2 separate regions of the Sus scrofa genome follow, and region 1 is linked to region 2. A link is a contact called in public Hi-C data. All regions are on one chromosome and are shown on one strand. The core of a region is the stretch at or near the end of the contact, and the rest is flanking DNA. Distances in the headings are between cores, read along the strand shown.

Evidence for each region. Hi-C and Micro-C count contacts between places; a contact is called where the count stands out from the background.
Region 1: a contact with region 2 is called in a Hi-C map of liver, with 6 times the contacts expected there. The contact joins two enhancer-like sites. A contact is called at or near these places in 1 of 5 promoter capture datasets (liver), 15 of 47 Hi-C or Micro-C datasets (alveolar macrophages, brain, embryonic fibroblasts and 9 more) and 1 of 2 datasets of contacts at active chromatin or transcription factors (skeletal muscle).

What each region holds. Positions count from the first base shown.
Region 1 is chr18:10,179,617-10,187,062 of Sscrofa11.1, forward strand. No RefSeq gene overlaps it. Among named protein-coding and RNA genes, the nearest start is that of CLEC2L, 7.0 kb to the left of the region's middle. Within about 2 kb of position 5,870, at least 39 of the 83 cell types and tissues checked have an H3K27ac peak or open chromatin away from gene starts, as enhancers often do. A contact at or near this core is called in liver, retroperitoneal adipose tissue, skeletal muscle and 1 more, where this site is marked.
Region 2 is chr18:9,735,450-9,742,687 of Sscrofa11.1, forward strand. The region is part of intron 9 of TBXAS1 (thromboxane A synthase 1); the gene reads right to left. The region is part of intron 2 of LOC106508202 (a long non-coding RNA gene); the gene reads left to right. Among named protein-coding and RNA genes, the nearest start is that of PARP12, 65 kb to the left of the region's middle. Within about 2 kb of position 3,787, at least 32 of the 83 cell types and tissues checked have an H3K27ac peak or open chromatin away from gene starts, as enhancers often do. A contact at or near this core is called in liver, retroperitoneal adipose tissue, skeletal muscle and 1 more, where this site is marked.

The DNA.
Region 1 (7,446 bases), core at 4,620-7,119, 450 kb after region 2:
AAAAAAAAATTCTCATTGCCAACGAACCCGACTAGTATCCATGAGGACTCGGGTTTGATCCCTGGCCTTGCTCAGTGGGTTGAGGATCCAGCCTTGCCATGAGCTGTGGTGCAGGCTGGCAGCTGCAGCTCTGATTCAGCCCCCAGCCTGGGAATTTCCATATGCCATGGATGCAGTCCTAAAAAGACAAACAATTTTATTTTATTTTTTTGAAGACTACCATGATTCTCATTTAATTAAAACTTTCAAGAAAGAATATTTACAGTGACTTAAAGACTCCTGCATAAATAGATCCTTAAATACCAGGACACTTTGGGAGGATGCAGGTCAAACACAGCTGAGCTCCCCTCAGCTCAAATGAGACAAGGCTCCTGACTACAAACTGTTTCCTTAACTTGGGGGTTCCTGCAGGATGGGATAGATTCGCTGAGCACCACAGTAATCTTTTAAGACACGAATGAAAAACATGGTCCTGTATTTTAAAAACCCCAGAAATGGTTTTAGGACAACAGAAGCACCACAGCCACTCAGATGAGCAAGAGTCTATTATAAGTAAAATTACCTGCACAGCAAATTCTTTAACAGTTCAGCAACCAATACATAAGAAACGTTCTTTAAAAAAAAAAAAAAAGACAAAAAATTTTAAAACAATTTTTTTAAAAACCAAAAAAACAAGAGACAAGACATCCTAAGTTGCAACCTTATCTCTTGCCATTTTCTGTCCTTGGCCAGTGCTCACAGTGCCCTCAGCGGGTTGCGAAAAATTCAGTTTTGCCAATCAAGCTGGACCAGACTTTCAGCCACTCTGGATTGCGGGTCACAGGTAGAAAGGGCTTCTCATTTGAAGAAAAAAGAAAAAAGAAACTGTATTTTTTTTTCTGCTTTTTGTTTGTTTTTGCCATTTCTTGGGCCGCTCCCGCAGCATATGGAGGTTCCCAGGCTAGGGGTTCAATTGGAGCTGTAGCTGCCGGCCTACACCACAGCTCACAGCAACACAGGATCTGAGCCACGTCTGCGACCAACACCACGGCTCACGGCAACGCCGGATCTTTAACCCACTGAGCGAGGCCAGGGATTGAACCTGCAACCTCATGGTTCCTAGTCGGATTGTTAACCACTGAGCCACGACGGGAACTCCTCTGTGTATGTTTTAATTGTAAAATACATGCAGTATAAAAACTGACCATCTTAATGATTTCTCAGTGGCATTCGGTACATTCACATTTTGTGCCCCCATCACCGCCTTCCCTCTCCTGCACTCCTTTCATCCTGCAAAACCACAGCGCAGCACCCATTAAACAATGAGTGACCACACCTGAATTTGTTGCTTCATTACTGTGTAATGAGAAAGGCCAATTTGCTGCCAAGAAGGGAAGGGTTTCCACCTTCCTTGACTCCATCAATTCCATATTCCAGGGTCATTACAATCCTCCATTCTTTGTGTGTGTGTGTGTGCTTTTTAGGGCCACACCTGTAGCATGTGGAAGTTCCCAGCCTAGGGTTCGAATAAGAGCTGCAGGTGGCGGTCTACTCCACAGCCACAGCAACGTAGGATCCCAGCCGTATCTGCGACCTACACCACAGCTCATGGCAACGCCGGATCTTTAACCCACTAAAAAAGGTCAGGGATCAAACTCACATCCTCATAGATACTAGTTGGGTTCTTAACCCATTGAGCCGCAGCAGGAACTCCCCAATCCCCCATTCTTGATGCCGGTTTCTATAGTAAGACTTCCTAGGGTGAGCTGCAAAAAACTCTGCCCAGTCTGGCTTAGGCAAAAAAAAAAAAAAAAAAAAAAATCCATTGCACATGTAACTGAAAGTTCAGGGTGGAGAGGGAGGGGCTCCAGGTAAACCTGGACCAGACGCTTAAATTAGGTCATCAAGGCGTCTCCATATTTGAGCTCTGTTCTTCTCCATATTGGCTCCATTCTCAGACTCCACACAAAGGAAAGTGCTCCAGGATCACATCTTCCCAGATGCAAGGTCAGCGGGAGAAAGAGAACTTCTCTTCCCTTAATAACCCAGATAAAGACCTGGCCTGGATTTCCCGTTTTGGTGCAGTGGAAACGAATCCAACTAGAAACCATGACGTTGCGGGTTTGATCCCTGGCCTCACTCAGCAGGTTAAGGATCCGGCGTTGCCGTGAGCTGCGGTGTAGGTCACATATGTGGCTCAGATCCCGCGTTGCTATGGCTGTGGTTGTGGCTGTGGCTGTGGCCAGGAGCTATAGCTCCAATTAGACCCCTAGCCTGGGGACCTCCATATGCCACAGGTGTGGCCCTAAAAAGACAAAAGACAAAAAAAAAAAAAAAAAAAAAAAAGACTTCGTCAGATGCTGGTCAGGTGGCCGAGCCATCCACTTATGGCTTTACAAAATGAGACGCTGGACTCGAGACCCAGGAACTGCCAGTCACCTTCACAGACACCCCACTTCCCCCAGACATGACAGTCAAGCCCACGGGGATCAAAAGCTCTTCCTTCAACAAATTCTTTCCATTGTCGAGCACCAGTTACACACGGGGCGCAGGGCTAGGTGCTGGGACTACAGAGGCCAGTGATGAGCCCAGTCCCAGCCCCCAGGGCCTCCTGACCCGGGCTCTGCTGGTGGATGGAAGCTGAGCCCTGAGTGAGCGCCCTGAGAGTGAGAGGGCAGCTGAGCTTCGCGTTTCTGATGGAACCAAACCAAGAGAAGCTGGTCCTGGAGTTCCTGCAGTGGTTGCAGTGGGTTAAGAATCCGACTGCAGCGGTCCAGGTCACTCTGGAAGCATGAGTTTGATCCCCAGCCCAGTGCAGTGGGTTAAAGGAACCGGTGCTGCCACAGCTGTGGTGTAGGTCAGATTCGATCCCTGGCCCAGGATCTTCCATATGCTGCAGGTACGACCATAGAAAGAAAGAAGGAAGGAAGGGAGGGAGGAGAGAAAAACTGGTCCTGTCCAAAAAAGAGTGATAGTTAAGATGAGAAAGGTGTCTTCAGGATAATCTTGCCCCAAACCCCTACCTCATGCATTAATTAGCCCTTAATTAATTAGGTGACAGGAACCTGCAAATGACACGAAAATTGGCTTAGGATAAAAACCAAGTCTAATTTTCTGATTTATACTTTTCCCCAAAAATGACAAAAATAAACACTGTTTTTTTTTTTTTTTTTTTTTTTTTGCTTTTTAGGACCCCACCCATAGCATATGCAGGTTCCCAGGCTAGGGGTCGAATCGGAGCTGCAGCCGCCGGCCTACACCACAGCCACAGCCACATGCGTTCCAAGCTGAATCTGCGACCTACACCATGGGAACTCCCAAGAAAATTAATACAATACAACACAATAAGATTCTGGGTAAATTGTGAGTCTGACTAAGCCTTAGCGTTCTTACTGTGTGCGACCACATCAAGCTGTGTGTAGGTTTTCAAACAAAGGCAGAGAGCAGTTATGGAGTGTGTGGGCCTCACTGGCTAGCCAGGGTTCACCCCTGACTGCAGTTGTGCTGTGTCCCCACATTGCTGAATATTCAGTGAGGCTCCAGAAGTGATGCATACAGGCACAGTTGTTTGGAAAAGAGTAAGAAAGAAAGAAATTCATAACAAGTAGACAAATTAACAAATGATTAATTTGTAGTATGAGAATAAGCACAGAAACACCCTGGATTGAGGGTGTTTTTTTTTTTTTAATTGACGTATAGTTGATTTACAATATTGTGTTAGTTTCAGGTGTATAGCAAAGTGATACGGTTTTTTTTTTTTATTCTTTTCCATTATAGGCTATTACAAGATATTGGATAGTGTTCCCCGTGTTATAGAGTAAACCCCTGCTGCTTATCTGTTTTATATATAACGGTGTGTATCTGTTAATCCCGTACTCCTAATCTCCCCCCCCCATTCCCCTCTCGTAACCGTAAGTTTTCTAGGTCTGTGAGTCTGTTTGTTTTGTAAATAGATTCCTTTGTATTATTTTTTAGATTCCACATATAAGTGATAGCATATATTTGTCTTTGACTTCACTTAGTGTGATACTTTCATTCTCAGTAGGATTGCCACATTTGCTACACATGGCAATATTTCATTCTTTTTTATATTCCATTGTGTATATAATATTCCACAACTTCTCTTGGATTGAGATTTTTTTAAGGAGCAACTCAGAGCCAAATAAACCTAAAGAGCCATAGTCCAGGGTTTCTCAGCTTCTGCACTGTTGACATTTTGGTCTGGATGATTCTGTGTTATGGGGTGGGGGGCTTTCCTGTGCCTGTGGAATGTTGCTGCATCTGTGGTGTCCACCCCACTACATGCCACTAGCAACCCAGATTTGACCATCGTTAATGCCTCTAGAACCACTGCCATGGGTGAATATTTTGAGACTCAAGAAGATCTTGGAAAATCTCTCTCTTGAAAACCAAGCAGCTGCTGTGGGCTCTGCCCCCACCTATAGAAACTGCTCTGGACTTTGGGTGGTAATTATGAGATGTTTTTCCTCATCCAGCTCAGAAGCCTGAATTCAGCCACCATTCGGCACAGTGAGCCAACAAGGAAGGGGAATATCCTCTGGGGGCCAGAAGCCCCGCCCAAAAAAAACCCACCCAAAAAACCCATAATTTGGTTTCTGGAGCAGCAGCCTGCAGTGGCAGGGAACACTTCTAGAAAACTGGAAGTTCTGCTGCAGAGAGAGGTTGCACAGGCAAGCCCGGTTGAGGAGGCAGGTTGGAAAACTGCAGGCATCTTCCTGTGGTCTCCAAGTGTTAACAGAGATCTTGTCCTGGCGCAGATGCTATAGTTTGTGTGTGTGGCGGGCAGCGGGGTGCAGACAATAAACCTATCAGGTAGGGATGTTTGCTGTGAGGACACATAAGGAGAGAGGGGAAGGACTGGGGCGCGAGGCTGTTTCAGATGGGGTGGTCCGATCCCAGCATCTCTCTGATGGAGTAACTTTCAACCTGAGAGAAGGAGGGGACCAGGCATCATATTGAACCCCGAGTTCCCAAAATCTTACACAGTGCAGGGCACACAAGCAGTCTTGGCAAACGCTTCTTGCAATCCCACACAGGCTCATTTCAGCCCTGGCTGGCCTGTGAATTTGCCACTGAGCCTGGGCAAATCACCGCCCTGCCTCAGCTCCCCATCTCCCTGCTCCAGCTGTTTCCAGAACTGAAATGAAACACACATATGGCGAATATTGTGAATTAAGGTAACGGGTGAAGACTAGAAAGTGGCCTCCAGTTATTTTCAAATATGCCCAGACATTAATGAATATCTTAGAAGCTACAAAGCAGGGTAGAAATTTTTTTTCTTCTTACATTTTCTGATTCAACTAAGTGGGTGTTCAAAGTGGAAGAATAAGCACTGGTTTCCTGGAGTTCTAAAACTGTTTTCATCTTGAATGGAGTAAAGAGACAGCCTTGTAAACCTTCTTATGTTCCCTGGTTTGGCCTCGGAAATGACGGGTGCAAGATTCTCTGAAGTCCCGCCCCCTCCCTCATTGTTTCTGTTGATAACCCAGAGGTGACACCTCGACCTTGAAGGCCTGGGCAAGAATATCCTAGGATGCCTGAGCCCGGTGTTTTCACAGAGCTAAGTGAATTCACATCAAGCATGAGGTCTGACCCGGCTACACAGAGTGCGCTCCCAGTGGCTTCTTCGATAACAGGTTCACCCATTTTCAAAGCCTTTTGATTTGGGTGCCGTGATATGCGTGACTGTGGAGCAATTCCGCAAGCTTCCAGACACATTTCAGAGCTTTTCTTCTTGTTGTTGTTGTTATTTTAAATGCACAAGCCGTGAGCCTTAAAGAGCCACTCCGGTTTTTCGAGGAAACGGGGCCGCGGTCTGACCGTGCCGCCCCGGCACTGCTCCCCCCAGCGCGGGCGCCACCTTGACCGTGGCCTTGAGCCCAGAGCGGGCGCCTCAGAGGCCCCCTGCTCAGCAGGTGCGTGTTCTCGCCCCCTCTTCCAGGGCTCACGTCCTTGCCCTGAGATAGTCTTCACCTAAGAGCAACGTTTGGGGGAGGTAAAACAGGTCCCAACCCGATAGCGAGGGTGACACAGTCCGCGTCTGCGCAGAGCTCCGGCGGGGAGTGGGGACAGCCAAGGAGCTTGGCCCCTGGTCCCCTGCGCCCGGCGAGAACGCTAGGGAAGGATCCTGGGGCTACTGGGGGAAATCGCCCTAAAAAGCCACACCTCCCTAGCCCCCGAGCAGACCGGAAAGCCAGCACTCCCCCCCTCCCCTTCACAGAGCTATTCAGTAACTACCAAAGCCCTTCTTTATCCAGCTCCCCGCTGCCTGGATTCCTTCCAGGGACCCCGCCTCCGGGAAAGAGGCTGTCCGCAGCTTTTTGCTTTCCCTTTACACGGGGTCGCCATCTAGTGACAAGGATATATACTACCACGTTCTAACTGTTAGTGTTAAATGATCTAACTTTTTTTTTTTTTTTTTTTTTTTTTTTTGTCTTTTTTCTTTTGTCTTTTCTAGGTGCGGCATATGGAGGTTCCCAGGCTAGGGGTCTAATCGGAGCTACAGCTGCTGGCCTCAGCCAGAGAGCCACAGTAACACGGGGATCCGAGCCTCCTCTGCGACCTACCCCACAGCTCACAGCAACGCTGGGATCCTTCACCCACTGAGCGAGGCCAGGGATCGAACCTGCAACCTCATGGTTCCTAGTCGGTTTCGTTAACCACTGAGCCACGACGGCAACTCCTAGATGATCTAACGTCTATGTTCTAATGTTCTAATATTAATGTTCTAACTTCTAAGGGCTAATGTGTGGACCTTTATGGTGAGTGCGGGAGAGCACTCTGGGGGGGACTGGACCCAATTCCAGGTCCTGTGGGGGGCGGATAAGGAGTGGCCTTTCCCTGTCCTGCAACTTGCTGGCCTGGGGCCATCTGGCAGGGGGACTCGGGTCTAAGCCAAACATTGAGTCAGGGCCCCTGTGGACAGCACCCTTATTCTTCAAAAGGGGAGGCCTGTGGCCCTGCTGAGGTATGCTCTGAGAGCCACACTGGGCATAAGACCTGTCTGGAAGGATTCCGGCTTAGAATACCCCGTGCTTGTGGACAGGGGTAAGTGTTCCCAGAGACCAGGATGCCAGAGGAGGGCATACCTGTCAGAGCCCAGCAGCACCTGCCTCCTCCCTCCCCAGGGCACATCCAGTTAGAGACTCAGAGGACTGGGGAAGAGAGAGGGCAGACGCCTAGGTTCCTGAACAGTCTGGCTATGAGCGATCTCATCCGTACCACTCTCAAGTGCTTCAGGACAGACCCAAGGGGCAGGTGCATCCTGCAGCTCAGGTGGAAAGAGAGGCCAGTCTCCTTTTTTTCAGTCACCCTCTTCTTTGCTAGGGTTCGGCTCCCAACTTGACTTCATGGAAGGAAAGCATCCACCCTCTTTAAGAGAATAGCCTCTCTCCACAGGTGCTGCGCTCCCAAAGGCTGCGATCTCCTTCCCTCCCTGTGGTCTTT
Region 2 (7,238 bases), core at 2,537-5,036:
ACATTCTAAGGCTTTTCCGCCGTGCCCCCCTCCTGCTCACCTTTCCTTCCTCCTTTACTGTCCTTTGTACCTTTTCTGGAAGAATAGTATGCTCGCATAAAAACAGAACACAAGCAGAACATAGCGCTCAGTGAATTTTCACAGGTAAGCACACCTGTGAAATTCGCATCCAGCTCAAGACCAGAAATGGTTGCAGTCCTCCACAGAGCCCCCGGGACCCCTTCTGCTCCCAGCCCCCGAAGAGTAACTGTTGTCCGACTTCTAACACAAGAGGTTATTTTGCCTTTTTATTTTTAAAATTTTTTTAATTTTTAATTTTTTTTTTTTTTTGGTCTTTTTACCTTTTCTGGGGCCGCTCCCACGGCATATGGAGGTTGCCGGGCTAGGGGTCTAATTGGAGCTACAGATGCTGGCTTACACCAGAGCCACAGCAATGTGGGATCCCAGCCGCGTGTGCAACCTATACCACAGCTCACGGCAACACCGGATCCTTAACCCACTGAGCAAGGGCAGGGATCGAACCTGCAACCTCATGGTTCCTAGTCGGATTCGTTAACCTCTGAGCCACAATGGGAACTCCTATTTTGCCTTTTTAAAAACTTTATGTAGGAGTTCCCATCGTGGCACAGTGGAAATGAATCCGACTAGGACCCATGAGGATGCAGGTTCGATCCCTGGCCTCGCTCAGTGGGTTAAGGATCTGGTGTTGCCGTGAGCTGTGGTGTGGGTCGAAGATGAGGCTTGGATCTTGAGTTGCTGTGGCTGTGGTGTAGGCCGGTGGCTGCAGCTCCGATGAGACCCCTAGCCTGGAAACCTCCATATGCCGCAGGTGCCGCCCTAAAAAGACCAAAAAAAAAAAAAAAAAAAAAAAAGATTTAAAAACGTCATGTAAAGGGAACCTCCAGTATGTAGGCTTTTGTATCTGCGTCCCCATGTTCCCTCTTGTGTCTCTGAGACCCATCCGTGCGGTGGTGTGAGGGTAGTGTGCCTGCTCCGACGGTTGTGTGACGCTCCACATCTAGTCGTCCTCCCCGCTGTGGGTGGACATTTGCGTTGTCCCCAAGTGGGGACATTATGAATAAATTGGGATGTTCTTGCTTTTAGTGAACGCGAGTCTCACTTCCCTTGGGTGTATACCTAGGAGTGGAGTTGCTGTGTCCTAAGGGGTGTGTACGGTCGTAGAAACTGTGAATAGTTTTACAAACTGGTTGTACGCACTGCCTAAATTTTAACAGTGAACCTGTTGAAAGGCAGCATGTTGACACCCCCGTCCCCTCTATTTACTCCCACTGTGGGTCCCCGCCCCCCGCAATGTGCCCCTTCCAGTGTGCTGAAGTGTCACCACTATCTCTATTTCAGGAAAGGGTTGAGAGAAAAAAATAATGGATTATTTTGGGAGCTGAGTTATTTATTCCTTGTTTTTTTTGCTTTTGCTTTTTAGGGCCCCACCCATGGCATACGGAGGTTCCCAGGCTAGGGGTCGAATTGGAGCTGCAGCTGCTGGCCTAAACCACAGCCACAGCAACGCCAGATCTGAGCCGTGTCTGCGACCTACACCACAGCTCACAGCCACGCTGGATCCTTAACCCACTGAGAGAGGCCAGGGATAGAACCCGCAACCTCATGGTTCCTAGTTGGATTCATTTCCAACATGCCACAACGAGAACTCCATGATTTATTTATTCCTATGGTGTATATGGGAGAAGAGGGGGTAGGAAAATAAGACACATCTAATGACCTAATTTCAAAAAAAGTCTCAATTATCAGACACAAGCCTGCAAAAGCGTACAACAGCTTCCAACATCAACTAGCTTCAAGTTGTTGAATTAGCCACTGCCTGTAATATACAAGGTCCAGTTCTCTCCATCAGCGTGGATCAGTCACCGTTGATTATATGCGATGTTTAAAGAAATCAGCCCCTGAGTAAATGAGAGCTAAATCACCCGCCCGCTTCCTCTGCACTGGAGGAGGGTGCGTGGCATTCATCTGCAGAGAAATTCTTTTTTTGTTGTTCCCTCTCACCTCAGATAGATGTTGAGTACCTGATACGTGCTTAGCAGAGTGCTGGGGGTAGAGAAGAGAAGGAAAGAGGAGAGAAGATACTGTCCCAGACCATACGACTTATTATTTTCTTGGGAAGCCATCGACTTGTTCAAAGACTTGTTATTTGGCAGTAGGGACCTACTGAAGGTTTTTGGCAAGTATAGGTAATGTGGTGAGAACGGTATTTTGTGATTGTGGGTGTGTGGTCGGAGAGCTGGGGGAAGCAGGGCCAGAAAACAGGAGGCTTTTGCAGTAGCCCTGGCAGAAGTGATGAGCCGTGACGACCATGTCAGCGGCCAGAGAGGAAAAGGGGCTTGAATCCGGGGAGCAGCGTAAGCAGCGATTCTCCCTACCGGCTGCTTGCTGCTGCTGCTGGTCCCCGCCTTGAAATAGCCCATTGGAACGGGTCTGGACTGGGCACAGGAATCAGTATGGTTTTAAAAGCTCCCGAGGTAATTCTCGAGTGCAGCCTGGATCTAGAGGCATCTGTGTAAAGGAAGACTTGCTGGGGAGACGAAGGGGTGAAGGGGTGAAGGGGTCGGGGGATGAAGAGAGCAAAGCGACTCCTAGGTTTCATTCCTCGGTGGCTGAAAGGTGGAAAGGACTTGGCCGGGGCTGCCTCCTGCTGGCGGGGCTGGGCTGGGGCCCCAGCGGGAGATGGTGTCCTGTTCAGCCCCCAGAGGTGCCGGAGGCCTCTGGGATGGAGGCAGGAGAGAAGGGCATGCCCCTGACCTTGGAACAGTAAGGACTGACCAGGGGAAGCTGGCAGAGCGGCTGGAAAGGCCAGGGCGTCAGTCACCCGTGGGAGGGAGGTGCGGCCAAAGCCAGCCTCCCAGGGGTTGAGAGACGGAACTAGAGGCAGGGAGGTAGGACTGACACGCTTCTCTGGGGGCACCTGGAAAGAATCCTGGAGAACAGAGCCAACCAAGGAGAGAAATGAGGGCCCTGTCACCTGAGTGGCAGGCACGTGACGAAAGAAAAGGATATGCTACTCTTGTCGTTCCTGAGGGTAGAATCAGGCTGGACAGTGAGTCCCACGGAGGATTTTGACAACATGCAGAAGCCTGGCTGGAGCTTCCCATCAAAGCGGGCAAGCCCGGGCCCACTGGAGATTTTCAAAAGCTGTTATGGAGCATCTGAAAAGGTCACCGTCAGATATTTATGGATCCCCTCATGCAAAGGAGGAGGGTAACCCCTCGGCGCCTTCCGTGTCTGGGATGGTCGGACACATCCCGAGCACGCCCTGGCCCACCCAGGGACAGCCTGTGACATCAGATCCTGGTCACTCTGCCAGGCCCAGGAAACGCCACGTGACGGTGGAGAGCGGTCAGCTTCCTCTGTTTATCCCCCGGCCCAGCCCCCAGCGTCCCCGTCCCGCATCCTGTGTGCATCTTGGTTGATAATTCAGTCTAAAAGCCAGAGCCTGGGTCACTTACTGTTTGGGGAAATGGTAAACAAAGATAAGAGCTTTAAGCACTGGAATTTATTTTTCATCCACTTGGCCTAAAAGCAACTGCATGTTAAATTTAGAAGGCAGCCTCCAGACCCCTCCGGGCCCTCCCGTTTCCTGCCTCCTCTTCACCGCCCATGCTCAGAACACCGGCTCGCTGACCATGGAATCTGAAATGCTTTTGTAAAGCCCAGGAGTCTTTGGAGGCTGCCTGCCTGGATGTTTATAAAATGTATCATCTGAGCGCCTGGGAGAGAGGGGCTGTGTCCTCGGTAGCACCACCCGGCGAAGCCGCCTTGACTCAGATGTCTCCCGGGGCGAGGTGGCCGGTGCTTCTGCCTCCCCACTGTCGCGGGCTGAGATGCTCCCCAGGGAGGGAACCACGTTTCCAGCAGGCCACCTTCCAGTTTATTTACAAAGGTCTCCCCCTCGCCTGGGAGCCCATAATGGAACAGCTCTCTTTTCTCTGTAGGTTAAACCCCTTTTGCCACAGTCCAAGAACCTGTAGAAATCCTTTTGTTGGCCTGGAATTCTGTTGTATTGAATATTGTTGGAAATAAATGAGCCATTGTCTGGGCTGAGAATTTTCTGGCTAGATAGAGATCTCCACTGTGATGCGATTTATTGTAGCAGGATTTTTTTTTCCCCCAGCTCATTTTAAATTCTCTGCTCAGTCCATTTTCACAGCTCAGGATGTAAGTGGGGAGGGCTAGGCCTGAGCTAAAAAAAAAAGAAGAAGAAAAGAAAAGAAAAGAAATCTCCTTTCCCAAGAACCTTGTCCAGAAGCTTAGGTGGCGTCGGGTATATCCGTCGGCCACTTTAGCGGACAGGAAGGTCCCCCACTGCTCTTGGCACGTCCATGACTAGGAGAAAAGTACAGAGACTCTGGGTGTTACTGGAGTTCCACCTTCGCATGGTTCAGATGAAAAGCCACAGCCCAGAGAGCGAAGGTGGCCGGTCCTCACTGTAGCCCACACTGAAATTCTCAGTTGTCACTCTTAAAAAAGTCCATTAAACCAGCTAAGCGTTAAAATAAACCCAACCCTAGGTAAAAGTAAGTTTTGAAGTTATATATATATATACATAAAGTCTAAAGAGCAATTTACCATTTTTTAAAAAATAACTCTTGACATTTTGAAATTCACGACCGGCAGGCAGAATTGTCAACAGGAAGAGATAGGAACACGTCAGATCCAGCTGGAAGACAGTGGGCAAATTGTGAAGCTGTGCTGACATTCAGTTGGCTCATCTGTAAAATGGGCAGAAACCACACCTACAAGGGTTGCACTGAGGAGTCCCCATTAAGTGCCATCCAGGGGGGTTTCTTAGGAAGCTCTGTAATTCGGCTGTGGGACAGGAGCGACTCTGTGAGTGGTAGTTGCGAGCCTGGGGTCATCCCGGGAGAGATGGATACCATTGTGCCAATAAGAATTAAGAATTCAGTGGGGGCCACCTTGGGGGAATCTGACAGTGCGAAGCTCCCACGCCTGTCATCAGAGGAGGGTGGATAAAGCCTAGAAGATGCAGCAGTGGCGACAGCTGAGTTGCAGCTGATCCTCGGAGGCCCCCGACAGCTCAAGTCTTCCCTCTGCCAAGAAGCGGGCTGTGCCTCCCTGACAGCGTGTCTGGTCCTTACAAGGTCCCACTTTGCACAGAGGTTTCTGGAACTCAGGTAGTTTGCTCACGTCCACAGGGCCAGGCACTGGGAGAGCTGGGGTTTGTCTGGGGCCGCCCCCCACCCTCCATGGTAACCTCCTCACCTCTTCCACCTGATGCAGTTTTAGCCCTTATCCCCCTTTCTGCAGCTGGTGGCTTTTAGCGAATGTGCTTCCTGCCAAGAATGGCCTCTGTGGTGGCAAAGCTATAAAAATGTGCCCGAGACACGTGGCTAATGCGAGGTTCTCGGCTGCTGTGGGCCTGGTACACAGAAGAGCGTCCCTCCCTTTGCCTGGGAGATGGAGGAGTGGGTTTGGATAAATAAGAATGAGGTTGTGGGGAAAGAAAGTTTTTTTTAATTAAATTGGGGGAAGGAGGGGACCTACATAACCACAGATGGCATACGCCTCAGGCCTCAGCCTTGGGTCTGCCAGGTGTAAGGGGGGCCCCTAGGTGAAGGGGGTGCTGCCGGAGCCAGTCAGCCAGGCTCCCACCAGCTGGCCTGCAGGTGGTCCCTGCCAGGGTCCCCGCTGGGCTTCTCAGGAGGGGCCTGGCTGATCCTCTCCCACTGACCACATGAGAGATGTGGAGGGCTCACCTCTCTGGGGTGGGCTGGGGGAGGTAACGGCTACTCCTGTGGGTCACAGGGAGACCCCCACACTCCATCTCTCATGGAATGGGGAGGGTCTCATGGAATGGGAGGCTGAGTGCTCCGGCCTAAGCCCTCCTCATCCCCTCCCCACCCCCCAGCCTGAGTCTCTCTCCTCCCCTCCCCATCCCCGGCTGCTGGGCAGACCCCCAGCGCATCCAGGAAGAGCTTTGGTGAAGAGCGCCCCCTTCGTCAGGCAGCTGCTCATGCAGACAGATGGGCTGAGCCCAGGGACCTTCCACCCAGTCCGCAGCCGGGGCCTGACTTTTGTTACTGGTTTCTGATTTTCTTTCCTCCCTTGGTCTGTTCTTTTGCTTGTTTATTCGTTTTTGCTTTTATAGGGCCACATATGCAGCGTACGGAAGTTCCCAGGCTAGGGGTCGCATTGGACCCCTGCCGGCCTACACCACAGCCACAGCCACACCAGATCCGAGCCGCATCTGTGACCTACACCACAGCTCATGGCAATGCCGGATCCTTAACCTACTGAGCAAGGCCAGGGATTGAACCGGTGTCCTCATGGATACTGGTCAGGTTTGTTACCGCTGAGCCACCATGGGGGCTCCCTACTGGGCTGTTCTTTTAATGTGGAACAAAGCCCGACGTGGTGACTCGGGCCTCACTCCTGCCCTCCCTCCCATGAAAAAAGATTCTGTTTAGCGTGTTCCTCTCTTTAGGCTTTTCTTTTCTGTATTTATTTATGCTAGGGATCTTTCCAACAAGCTATTTTCTAACAAGAATTTCCCCATCTCACGAGGGCCACCTAGCAACCTCTGGGGTCCCCTTGCTGTTTACACGAGGCGCTTCCACGCCCTGACGGTCATTGCCCTGGGCTGGATGTCACTAGAGCTGCTGTGTAGCTGGCGTGGTCCTGAGGGGTGGGGTGGAGACGGCAGTGCTCGGTCCCTGGAGGCAGAGACACCTCGGCACCCAGGCTGTGATGGAGGGAAGGGCGGCCACCGCGGGGACACGGAGGGGCCATCACGGGGGCCACGGAACCTGCGCCGGGTAGGAACGGGGGGATCAGAAAGACTTCCCGGGAAGGTGAGGCTTATGCCGAAGCAATTTTCAAAAAGCATTTGTGTTCTTTCACACAGAAACAATAAAAGCACTTAAACAAGGTTTTGGAACAAAATTGAAGCGAGTTCCATCACAGCCGCACCATTTATTGCTGTTTTATTGGAGCGCGTGCTCTCCGCGGTTTCTGCCTCTGTCTCGCGCCAACCGCGTCTCAGCCCATAGATCGTCGCAGTGGCACGTGTTAATTACGGCAATTTGTTTTGGCCGCGGATCTTAAGGAATCGTTTGTTTCTTTTGTCTGCTGCTTCGTGTCGGGCCGGCCTCCGTCAGCCTCACAGCCTGGTTGCATTTCCCCCTGCACAGTGGCGAGGCTTCCCAAAGGGACTCACCCTCACGGCGAGGACAGACGGGGGTCCCTCC